Regions from separate parts of the Gossypium arboreum genome. Here region 2 is linked to region 1. The links are chromatin contacts, called in public Hi-C maps. All regions are on one chromosome and are shown on one strand. Each heading gives the region's core, a stretch centred on a gene start, on an enhancer-like site or on the middle of the called end of the contact. The rest is flanking DNA. Distances are from core to core; before and after follow the strand shown.

Region 1 (5,629 bases), core at 1,329-3,828:
AAGATTTAAAATATATAGGCATAACATTTGGGTTTTGAAGGAAACATAAAGATTTAAAATATATAGGCATATTTTAGGTTGGTGAGACTCTTTCTTAGCTTAAGTTGTTGCATGTGGATGATATTGTGTTGGTAATTGATTGTAAATAATTATGGTATGATTTTTCAAATAGTTATTTGAATATATCAGGGTTGTTGATAAGTGTGTCTGTACATTAATTTTAGCTTTCAATCATTTTCTTTTCGTTGGATTTATGTAAATTAATTCACATTTTAGCGTAGGTAATTTTATTTCAGTCGAATTACTTTGAATTTGTTACTTGTCTCTTTTCTATCAATGATATCTTAAATGATGATTGTTCTTATGTTTTATGTGAGTACGAGAAAAGTTAAATTTGAGTGTATTCGGTAAAATTGATGACTTGATCTAGATGCTTTCATGTTTATTTTCTCTGGTATTGTCTTATAAAAAAAAGTATGGTTTGGATTTAAAAAAGGGAAGAAAAATGACCATAGGTATGGGAGGAAACAACCAAAACCATATGACTGAATGGCACAGCTCTGGCCATATCTATGTGGGACATTTCATTAGGAACTTTCAAACTTCATAAGCCCCACAAAATGGGAGAAGCAGTACCATTTTATATAAAAACATTTTCATGGGTTTTTTTATTTGTTTACTTATTACTAAATTATTTATGGGATAAGATTTTGAAGTGTTTCTATCATTTACAAAACTGACTTTTCTTCATTTTGGTAAGCAAAAAAGGACCTTCATCTTTTGTCTTGTATATTAAGGCCATAGAGTTGTTCATCTCTCTCGAACAAACATAAAATCTTAGGGATTCTAAGACAACATGCACTAAGCTAAGTAATAGTTAGCTATTGAGTTAACTCCCAATAATTTTAATGATAATATTGGCTTCTTCGTTTTTCCATAGCTACTTTTCAATTTTAGAAGTTAGACATTTTTCAAGGGTAAAAATTAGATATTTAAAGAGTTTTTTTTTTTTATTACAATCGACTTGTCCTTGAGTTAAATCATAATTTGATATTTTCTTATCAAAATAGTTTCTTTTTAAATTTGTCATAATTCATTTATCTAAATTCGTCATTCATTTGACATTAAAATATTAAAATATTTTATTAATAGGTATTTTAGAATTAATATAAATATGAAGAATTTTTAATTAAGAAATAGTTATTCGGATTAAGTCGAACTGGTCTATTTGACAACTAAAGTACTTTAATTCACATCTATTAAATCATAAGTAGTGTGGTAGTAGACTTAATAGTAAGGCTTTTGATCGACCCTCTATTCCGCACATGTAAACGCATGAATTTTAACCATGTAGTAACCAAATCTCATAGTATACTGTTTATCTTTCCCTTATCATTTACTTTTGCACTCTAAAAGGTAGGATATATGAAAAAATAACTAGTTTAATATATAAATGGGCTCATGACCATGGTAATTTTTTTTCAAATTATTCTTTAATTTTTCTTGAATTACATTAACCTCTAAAGGTAGCATTTATTATACAAATTAATTCTTATGATTAACACAATTAATTTTTTAACAGTTGAGTAACATGACTAAACACGATGCTGACTAATACTATTAATTTTTTAACAGTTGCGTGAAATGACTAAACACGATGATGACACATGAACAAACAGAGAAGCAACATGTTTCTTCCTATTTAATTATTCTAATATATATATATATATATTCAAAAAATGTAAACAAGTTTTAAAATATATGTAATATATGCAAGTTATAAAAGTTGAAAATTGAATATATATATATATATATAATTAAAAAAACAGTTCAAAGTTACAAAATAATATAAAAATTGAGAAAATATTTAACGATTCAAAAATTGACTGATCAATATTTTTGTAATTTATTTTTCAAATTTTATAAAATTTTAGCAATATGTTCTCTTTTATTGAATTTTTAACTAATCGTTTTGTTTTATGTTTTGAATTATTAGATTAATTTTTGAATTTTTATAATATATATATTTTTTTATAATTTTAGAATAATTATATAGAAAGACACTTGTCGTTTCCTTGTTTGTCCATGTGTCACATCCTAATTTAGCCACATTACTCAAATATTTAGAAGCTAATGGTGTTAACCATGTGGATCAATGTGATAAAAAAATTTAAAATCCAATTTGAGAAAGTTATCAAGTTTCGTTAATTGTCGTTAACTGGATACATTTACAATATGCAAACACTGAGAATTAAATTTATTATCATGCCAAATTTAAGAGTGTCATATTATCTTTTTGTCACCCAATCAACAGTAATTAACAAAAATTAAAAAAATCAAATAATTGAATAATTATTTTGTAAGTTTTCATGATTTAGTGACTAAACAAATCTTATTAATAATTAAGTTACTAGTTTACCCTAAATAAAAATATGCATTGATGATATGTTTGTATATCTATACATACACGTAGGTGTATATATTATGTGTACTGCTTACATTACGATGAGAGTAGGGAGGGACCAATTATTTAAATTAGGCCCGATTCATTGGGATGAAGTGGCCTAGATATATGTGTGCCATGATTGGCCCAATTAAGACCAAAGAATCAAAAACAAGCTTTGCATCAACGAGTTCAGTTTCACCCCTCGGATTAATGCAATCTTTCCATTGAAAACTAAAATTAAAGACAAATTTAAGATTACCCAAATCAAGAAATCATCGCCAGATTTACTTTGTTTTATGAAATCAACTCTAAGGACTAAAACTTTTATGATAATTTAGATGTTTTGCAAAACTTTAATTCAATTCAATTTTTTGTTTCTAATATTCCCACTACATAGGACTTTATTCAGTCGGTTATGCACTATATTTGTCCTTATAAAATATCCAAAATTAATTGGTTATCTATATTTTAAAAATTATTGTTATTACTGTCTAAATTTTACTGGTTAACAGTTTTTAAACTTTTCTTTGATGAAATATTTTGATTTTTACTCTTATAAGATTTATTGTAATCTAAATAAATAAAAGCAATTTAGATTTTTCAAATAAAGAAATAATTATGTTAACAAAAGAAAAAGAAAAAAGTTATGTTACCAATAAAAATAAATAAATAATTGAGTAATATTTAACATTTTAAAAACACATGGTTAATTTTGATAATTTTAATATAAAAATATTAAGTAATTATATTTAAATTTTAATTACATAAGATTTGTTCAAAATCTTAGAAAGCTTTTAAACTAAAAAGTTACATGCATGTTTTCTTTTAATGTATACATGCCACCTTTTTGTTAACTCTAAACTTTCTTTGATAAGTGCGATTTAGAATTTTCAAAAAAATTTAAATAAGGAATATTATTTGGTAAATTAATACATAAGTAGGGTTAGGAATTGACAAGTGTCTTATAAAAGTATATTGTGAGTGTACTAAATATTTATCCTTTAAATAATGAACTTTTAAGTATATATGATTAATTTAATAGTTTTATTATAAAATTAATTCAATTTTGCCTAAAAAATAAATTATATATATTTAATAAAGTTAATTTATTTAAAGTATGAAAATATAGGTGTCTCCCATTATTTAAGTAATTACCTTTAATTCACAATCAATAAGAATTGACATCCTCACTAAATCACTAAAAATACACTCAAAGCAATCAAAAGCACTTAAAGTGTTTAAGGTTCAAAAATATTCACTTAACAATCGAACAAGAAATGTCATTACTATAGGCTTGCTTGAAAATCAAATCTCCACCACTATAAAATGATATGACATATTAATCAAAAGACCTTTAAGAGGTTGTAATAGAGCTTAGGTTAAGGGTGTGGAAAAAAGCTAGAAAAGTTTGTTATAATCAAGATCGAGTTGATAAATTACTAAACTAGAAAAAAAAAACAAATGTCGAATTAAAAGAAAGTGCATCAATCAATATTATTCAAGAATAAAAAAAAATTTCAATAAAATATGAAATTAACTGTTCGAGCTCAATCAACAAAGAATTAAGCAATATTTTTTCGATTTTTTTTAAAGTAGAACAATAAGAATTAATTCACCAATTCAAACAAAAGAACATAGTTAGGCAACTAACCAAATCAAATCTCAACAAAAAGGGGTCAATAAAACTAGAAAGAGTCACAACGAAAAAAATGGGTTATGAGTTAACATTGACGGGTTAATCAAGAAAATGTGTGTTAGGCTCAACATGGTTCACTAAAGATTAAATCAATAGGCAGATTTTTTATAAGTTAAATGCATTAAAACCTAAGTGCCTTTATCATCTTAGTATATCAAATTAAATGTATGGTCTAGACATGCATAATCGAAGCAAGTTCTAGAATAACAGATCAAGTTGATAGACTCATAACCAATAATAAAATGAGCATGAAAAATGTATTCTCTATAGGCTCAAAATCTCACAAAAACTCATAGTTTTGATGTCACACTTGCAAATTTAAAACTTCAAGATAATACCCCAATTCAGGGAAACAACCTAAAATTTTTAATTTCTGAAAAATACTTATCATGCTTGACTCTCTCATGTCTTAAAGTTTAAATCAACCAATGCACAAATATCTACAAATTATTCCAAAACAACATCAATAAAAATCCCAAATTGAAAAAAATTCACTCCAATCGAAGTATGAGAAAATTACTTAAACACAAAAAATAATTCAGGGATTTTCTAATAATAATATAAATAACCTCCCCACACTTAAGATGCATATTGTCCTCAATGTACAAACAAATAAAAGCATAGAATAAGTAGAATATCATAAGAGAGGGAGAAAACTGAATTTTCCCTAAATATGGATGAAATCACCAGAATAGTGAAAACCAAAATTGTAGGCAAATCTAAATGTAGTGGACGGTTCGAAGCAAACTAATAAGAAAATAAACACAAATAAGGAAGAAGATTAAGAGGTTACAAACTCAATTAAAAACAACCATAAAGATAAAAATAGAATTCGAGAGAACAGTAAACTAAGGAAGTCAAAGAAATAAAAATAAAACAACTAAAAAGAAGAAGAAAAATAAAATAAAATAAAATAAATAAGATTAATGATCTTCATCGTGAAATTCATCGGGATCGTGAGGCATCGGCATTGTAGAAGAAATGTGGAGAAGCTGAAAGATCTACTGCAAGGTCATATCAATACTGTTGAACTGCTCAAAACAGTGCTGCTCAAAATGAGTTGTAACACCCCTAACCCATAACCGTCGCCGGAATAGGTTAAGAGGCATTACCTAACTTATAACTCAAATCAGAACCACCGTACAACAAATATCATTTCATTACTAATAAAGTCATTCATTCACATTCAATATTCACATGAAATCAAGTATACAAAGCTGAAACATGCATTCGGGATCAAATTGATAACATATGAAAGTTTCCAAACTTATAAGAAATTTTCCAATTTTAAAAGGTCACACGCCCGTGTGATCAGGTCGTGTGCCTCACACGACCTAGACACACCCATGTGTCAAAGCCATGGCAAAACAGAGCATGCATACTGACTTTTCCCCATGGCCAATAGACACGCCCGTATGCTATAACCGTGTGATACTTAGCTAGCTACCGACTTAAGCCCACAGCCATAAAGCATGCCCATGTTCCCT
Region 2 (5,629 bases), core at 1,039-3,538, 490 kb before region 1:
TAATTTCTTTTCAAGTTGGGCTGTTGAAGTCTAGTTACCTATATGACTGTTGCGTCATTATATATCTTTGGATGTATGATTTGTTATTAACAAAATTATCAGATAAAATTTATAGATCAGTTTACTTGTTGAATTTTCTTACGAGTTTTGGTTCCAAAAAGCTACAACTATTAGCGGTTTAATTAGGCATGGTTCCAACCGAGTAGGAAACTAAATTTATTATGTATATGTAGCCCGAAAGGACCATCAGTATGTATAAAAGCAGCTGTGAAACTTGAGAAAGTTATTCTGAAGGCCAATAAACTAAATCCTTTTGCATGTTGCAATATCCATGCATGGGAACTACATCTACTGCACCAATGAGGGAAAAAAAAATCTTCTGACCGTTATATATATTATATATATACACTTGAACATAATAAGGTATAATAATCACTTTGTCATCGTCTTTATTGAAAATCTTATATGAATATATATATGGTCCTACCCCTAATTTACATGCATCGTTTTCTTATATAGACTTGATGTTTATTTTCTTCTTTAACAAGCACTATTGATTGTAAGTGGTGAAACTTTACAAGCAACTTTCTTTTTAATCTTCACAAGAAGAAGCTTTAGATTTAATTACTCTATCCTTTTTGCTAAGGGGCTTTTCCTTTTTCGTTTTCGATCAATTACAGAAGAAGATACAAGACTGGCATTAGCACACAATACTTATAGAATCTGGATTTAGTCCAATTGATTCATGCATGGAGTTATCCTTAAAAGGTAGATCTCGTATTACATTTTGGTAAACTTCACTCAATATTTGAGATTAATTTTTGATTAAACGACATTGCCAATAAGGTACATATGAAAAAAACAAAAGCATGAAAAAGAAAGTTAATAGATAACAACAAAAAATCCATTTACTCCTGTTGATCAGTACCCTCACTCCAATTCTTAATAGCTTGCAACACTGCTTGTTTCACCACTTGTGCATTAATAGATTCACTTTGTTCTTCATTCTGCCAAAAAAAAAAAAATTGAAAGCAAAATATATATTATAATGCAATCCATAGTTCTACATTAACAAAATCATAATCAGATAACTCAATAGTTCTACATTAACAAAATCATAATCAGATAACTCAAGAACAATGAATCATGGTTTCAAATCTAGTCTGAAGGATAAGAAAGAAACATATATATAATTTATATCAGATCGTTGTGATAATTCTTTAACCTAAATATACACATATAATTTATGTATGAAGATAAATTTAGATGCTTACTTCTCCACCAACTGCTTGTAATCGAAAGCTATCAGTGCAAGAAACCCTAGCTTCAAGAATATTAAGACCCAGTTCTTCAAAGGCTTCCAATAAAGAAACAAGTAGACCAGGGCAGTTCTTTTCTGAAAATACATTTATAAGAAAACCCTTCTCTAGTGTTTCTACTGTAACCTGCTATGTTCAAAAAAAAACATATAATACAGTTTAAGTTGAAGTTGAAACCAAAAATAAAAGGAAGAACAAATATGAGAAAATTAATTACCATAGGCAATGGATTTTGATCATTTGAAGTTTGTGCAGCTGATATATCTTGATTCAATCTTTCTACTTTCTGTTTTAGCTCTTCAATGTACTTTGATGCATCCACAATGATTGTTGTTTTATTCACCTGCCATGCCATGTAATTTTACAATTAAATTGTTGGGGTGGGGGGGTTAACATAAAGTTTTCTTCCTCTTGCTTTCTTTTCCCTTTTCTCTTTTCATTAATTTCAGAAATTTAAGCACAAGCTAGATTATGAATATTCAATGAAAGATTGCATATAGCAGGAGTATCCCTTATAGCTCCAATAAGAATAATTGAAAACCAATAAGAAACAGTGGCACACAAAAGAACACTGGTGAATAGCAATGAAAGCAAATTAAGGGGGGCTTAGTAGGATTATGGAAAAATAGATATAGAGAAATTACAGCATGAGAGTTTGTAATGGAACGAAGAAGTTGAAGCTTCTCATGCAGTGCTGCTCTCTTGTGCTCCCTAGAAACCATTTTCTTTTCTCTTTTTTGTGTATTACTTTTATATAATTTCTCTCTTATATCTTTGAGCTTTTTTGCTCTATTATCTATTATCCCCTCTTTCTCTTCTCCTCTCTCTTTTTTTTTTTTTTTTCAACTCTCTGCAATGCTCATAGAGGCTGTTTAAAAGAGAAGGGATGAGCTCTCAAATCTATAGGATCCTACTATTTGCTTCCCACATGAATGCCTCAGTTTCTTACCACCATAATATAATATAGATTCCATCTCATTTTACCACATTGCCCCTTCTAATTTTGTTAATATATATTATTGCATTTTATGTGATAATTATGCTATCCAAACCTGCGTTATCCGGATTCGTAATAAGTGTTTGTATGGATATCATAATTTTTTTAAAAAAATTATTTGTTTTATATATTTTGAGTTTTATACGTTCGTTTACGTTTATTTCAAAGAAAATGGACAATTCAAGAATATGGTCCCAAAGAATTTTTAAAGTTAAATCCTACCTTAGGCAGTGTTTTGGATGTATGAGATGTTTAAATTTAGTAGAAACTTAAAAGCCAATGATGCACAAAAACACCTAAGGCAAGCATCAAAACTCCATATAACTTTTGGTTTTTAATTTGGCCGAGCAAAAAAGAAACTTAAAACCTATATAGCAATATGCATTAGACATTATGTATTATTTTGACAGTTTTTCAACAAACATAAAATTATGTCAAGAATATATCTTTATTGATTCAAGCTTTATTTAAGGGATAGATTTCAAGCATGATCAAATATATGATTTTTGGCTAACAATCATATGTACGTAGTCAATTATATTCACTATATACAAAATTTTATATGTTCTTTTTTTTCATTTTCATAGCAAAGAATCATACTAGTCCCATAGTCTTGATTGTGCATGTATATCACTTGCCTTCTAGGAAAGTTATCTTCAAGTTCCTAGATAATTAATTAGTTTGGATGAAAAACATAGACTTAATTAATTATGGTAGTTTCACAATATATTTTTAAACAGTTCCATATAGCTAAATGGTTTGATAGTTTTATATTCTTAGATTTAGAGGTCAAGATCTAAAAACTAAATTGTAAGAATTAAACTTGTACTCAAAAACTCTTTTTTTTACCAATAGGGTAAAGAGAAATGATTATTCAGATTTAAACTTACAACCTAATATCAAGTAAAGCAATCATTTACCTTTAACTTATAAGCCAAATAGTTTATAAGAAGGTATACAAATCACACTTAGATATGAGACATTTGCAAATTACACTTAGATATAAGGGGGGTATTTGGGGAAATGGCATTGGATGAGAAAGGAGGAAGGGGGAATGGGGGGAATCATGAGGTGAGGTCTCGTGAAGGAGTGGAAGTGAAAAAAAATGGCCATCGAAAGAAGTGAAACAAAAGGAGTGGATGTTTTAGTTTTGTGATATATTGGAATGCCTCCAAACACTCCTCACGGGGCCTTTGTTTTAGACTCTTCCCCCCCGCTCATCACCAGCTAGCCGTCACCCTCTTTGTCTTCTCTCTCTCTCTCTCCACACGTGCCATTCTTTGCCCTTATAATCACTATAATTTTTTTCCTTACTCATCATCTTCATCAAATCAGAAACTTTGGCAATTCATTCATGCACTCAATAATTTTTGTTTTCTTGGAAATTGAATCTATTATCATCATTTCACAAGTAATTAAGGATAAGCTTGTGGAAGAAAAAATAATAATTTGACACATGTTATTTCCATGGCAGCTATTGACTGATACATAATGTTATTTGGATATATATTATATGCGTTGGCATTCCCTAAAATCAAAGTCTAATCCAATTAACTTATATAATTAATTATAAAATTATTATCATAATTTATTTTTATTTTAAATTATAATTGTGTGATTTTTAATCAATGGTAGGGTCAAGCGGTTAGTAGAGATCTCGAACCTTTAACTCTTTTATAATTCATAGAACTTTAAATTAATAATCATAAAATTATATTTTAACTTCTTTTAAAAATGATAAAATTTGATTTAATCTTTCAAAATTATAAGAATATATACAATTCAAATGATAAAATTATATTTTTACTATTGTAAAATATATAACTTAATTCCGCTAAAAAATTCGCTTTCTCCCCTGCTTGCAATAACATAAACGCAGCCAAAAGAAAACAAAACGAAAACATTGTGAATGGCATGTTCTGTTGTAGTGAATATTTCCAATAAGACCAATAATATTATATAAGTTATACAACAATTTTGGGAAAGGAAAGAACACCCATTCATCTCATTGTCATATGATCTGCCTATGCATGGGAAGATATGCAGAAACCTAAGGTAGCTATCCAAAAATGAAAAAAAAAAAAAAATCCTTCCCTATATTCAACTGATGAATGAAACTACAGCATTGGGAAGAACTCGAAATGCAATAGGAGAATTTCTGATCAATCGCTAGCCATTCTCCAATGAACATGTCACGAGATGTTATATAGATGTAAATATATATATCATTCAACCACATAAACATGAGTTCTTTTTGTTGTTTTTTGGTTTTTCTCATATAATCGTATATGGAAGCTATATAAGCTAGTTTGGATGTGTTTGGGTCCTTGCAATTCCAGCATTGTCTCCATTCCACAGCGACAAATTATGCACCCACCAATTCACATGTGTGCCCTTAATCATTACAACAAAACAATACTCTCCATACATAAACCTGCGCCAACCTTGTCTCTTGCCTTCCATGAACTTGCTCTAAAAACCACTTCCTATATCAGTTTTTAGATTCCTTTTCTTTTTATTTTTTAACTTCGTAAAATTCATGCAGTTATACTATTGAGTTAAACCCTAGAAATTTTCTATACAGATTTGATCTCTTTAGTTTTTTTTTTTCTAGTTTTTTTATCCCTTTATATTATTTATGATGAATAATGTACATACACTAGACTTTATATAATAAAGCATCTTGCTTACATGACAAATTGTAGTTTCTTCAAGAATAGCAATATGATTATAACCACACATTATATTTATTAGGATGAATAAATTATCCATTTACAATTTCAAAAGTTAGTAATAATTATCCATGGTCAACAAAGAATCCGGTAGTGGTAACAATGGTATCTTGAAGGTTTGGGAGTTTGAATGGGAATAATGGAGTCACATGAACAATCTACTACAAAAGAATGACAGAAGGTGGCTTTGTGGAGAAGAGTTGGTGCAGCCAAGTATGGTGAACAGAAACTTTCATGGCTGCCAAAAATGAACAAATGTAGGTCGATGTTTGCAATTTGGAAGGGTATTGTTAATAACTCTGTTGACGAGGGATAGAAAAATATATGGGTCCAGTTAATTTCGTTGGGTGGTCCGATATGGTAAATGTATTTATTATAGTACGATTGGTGTTGTTTAGATGCTCTTCCGAAGGATCTTTTTCCAAAACTATATAGAGCGTTCTTAGGCAACTGGAAAATTGACGAATTTGCTCAGTATCTTTCACTTAAAGACTTCAACTGGGAGAGAGTTCAGTCTCTAGAGAATTGAGGAATTGAGAATTGACGTTGCTAGAGGATTTAGAGGGGTAATTGAGTTGTAT

The links. A called contact is a pair of places that touch in the nucleus more often than the background predicts.
Region 2: a Hi-C map of leaf shows a contact between it and region 1, with 2.7 times the contacts expected there. The contact joins the promoter of LOC108455752 here to the enhancer-like site in region 1. A contact is called at or near these places in 2 of 5 Hi-C or Micro-C datasets (both in leaf).

What each region holds. Positions count from the first base shown.
Region 1 is chr9:13,861,095-13,866,723 of ASM2569848v2, reverse strand. No RefSeq gene overlaps it. Among protein-coding and RNA genes, the nearest start is that of LOC128281008, 68 kb to the right of the region's middle. Within about 2 kb of position 2,578, at least 1 of the 2 cell types and tissues checked has an H3K27ac peak or open chromatin away from gene starts, as enhancers often do. A contact at or near this core is called in leaf, where this site is marked.
Region 2 is chr9:14,345,968-14,351,596 of ASM2569848v2, reverse strand. LOC108455752 (transcription factor SCREAM2-like) reads right to left here and starts at 2,288. Exons shown (of 4, transcript XM_017754296.2): 1 at 1,964-2,288; 2 at 1,537-1,662; 3 at 1,275-1,445; 4 at 786-1,007. The coding sequence starts at 2,041. The coding sequence ends at 909.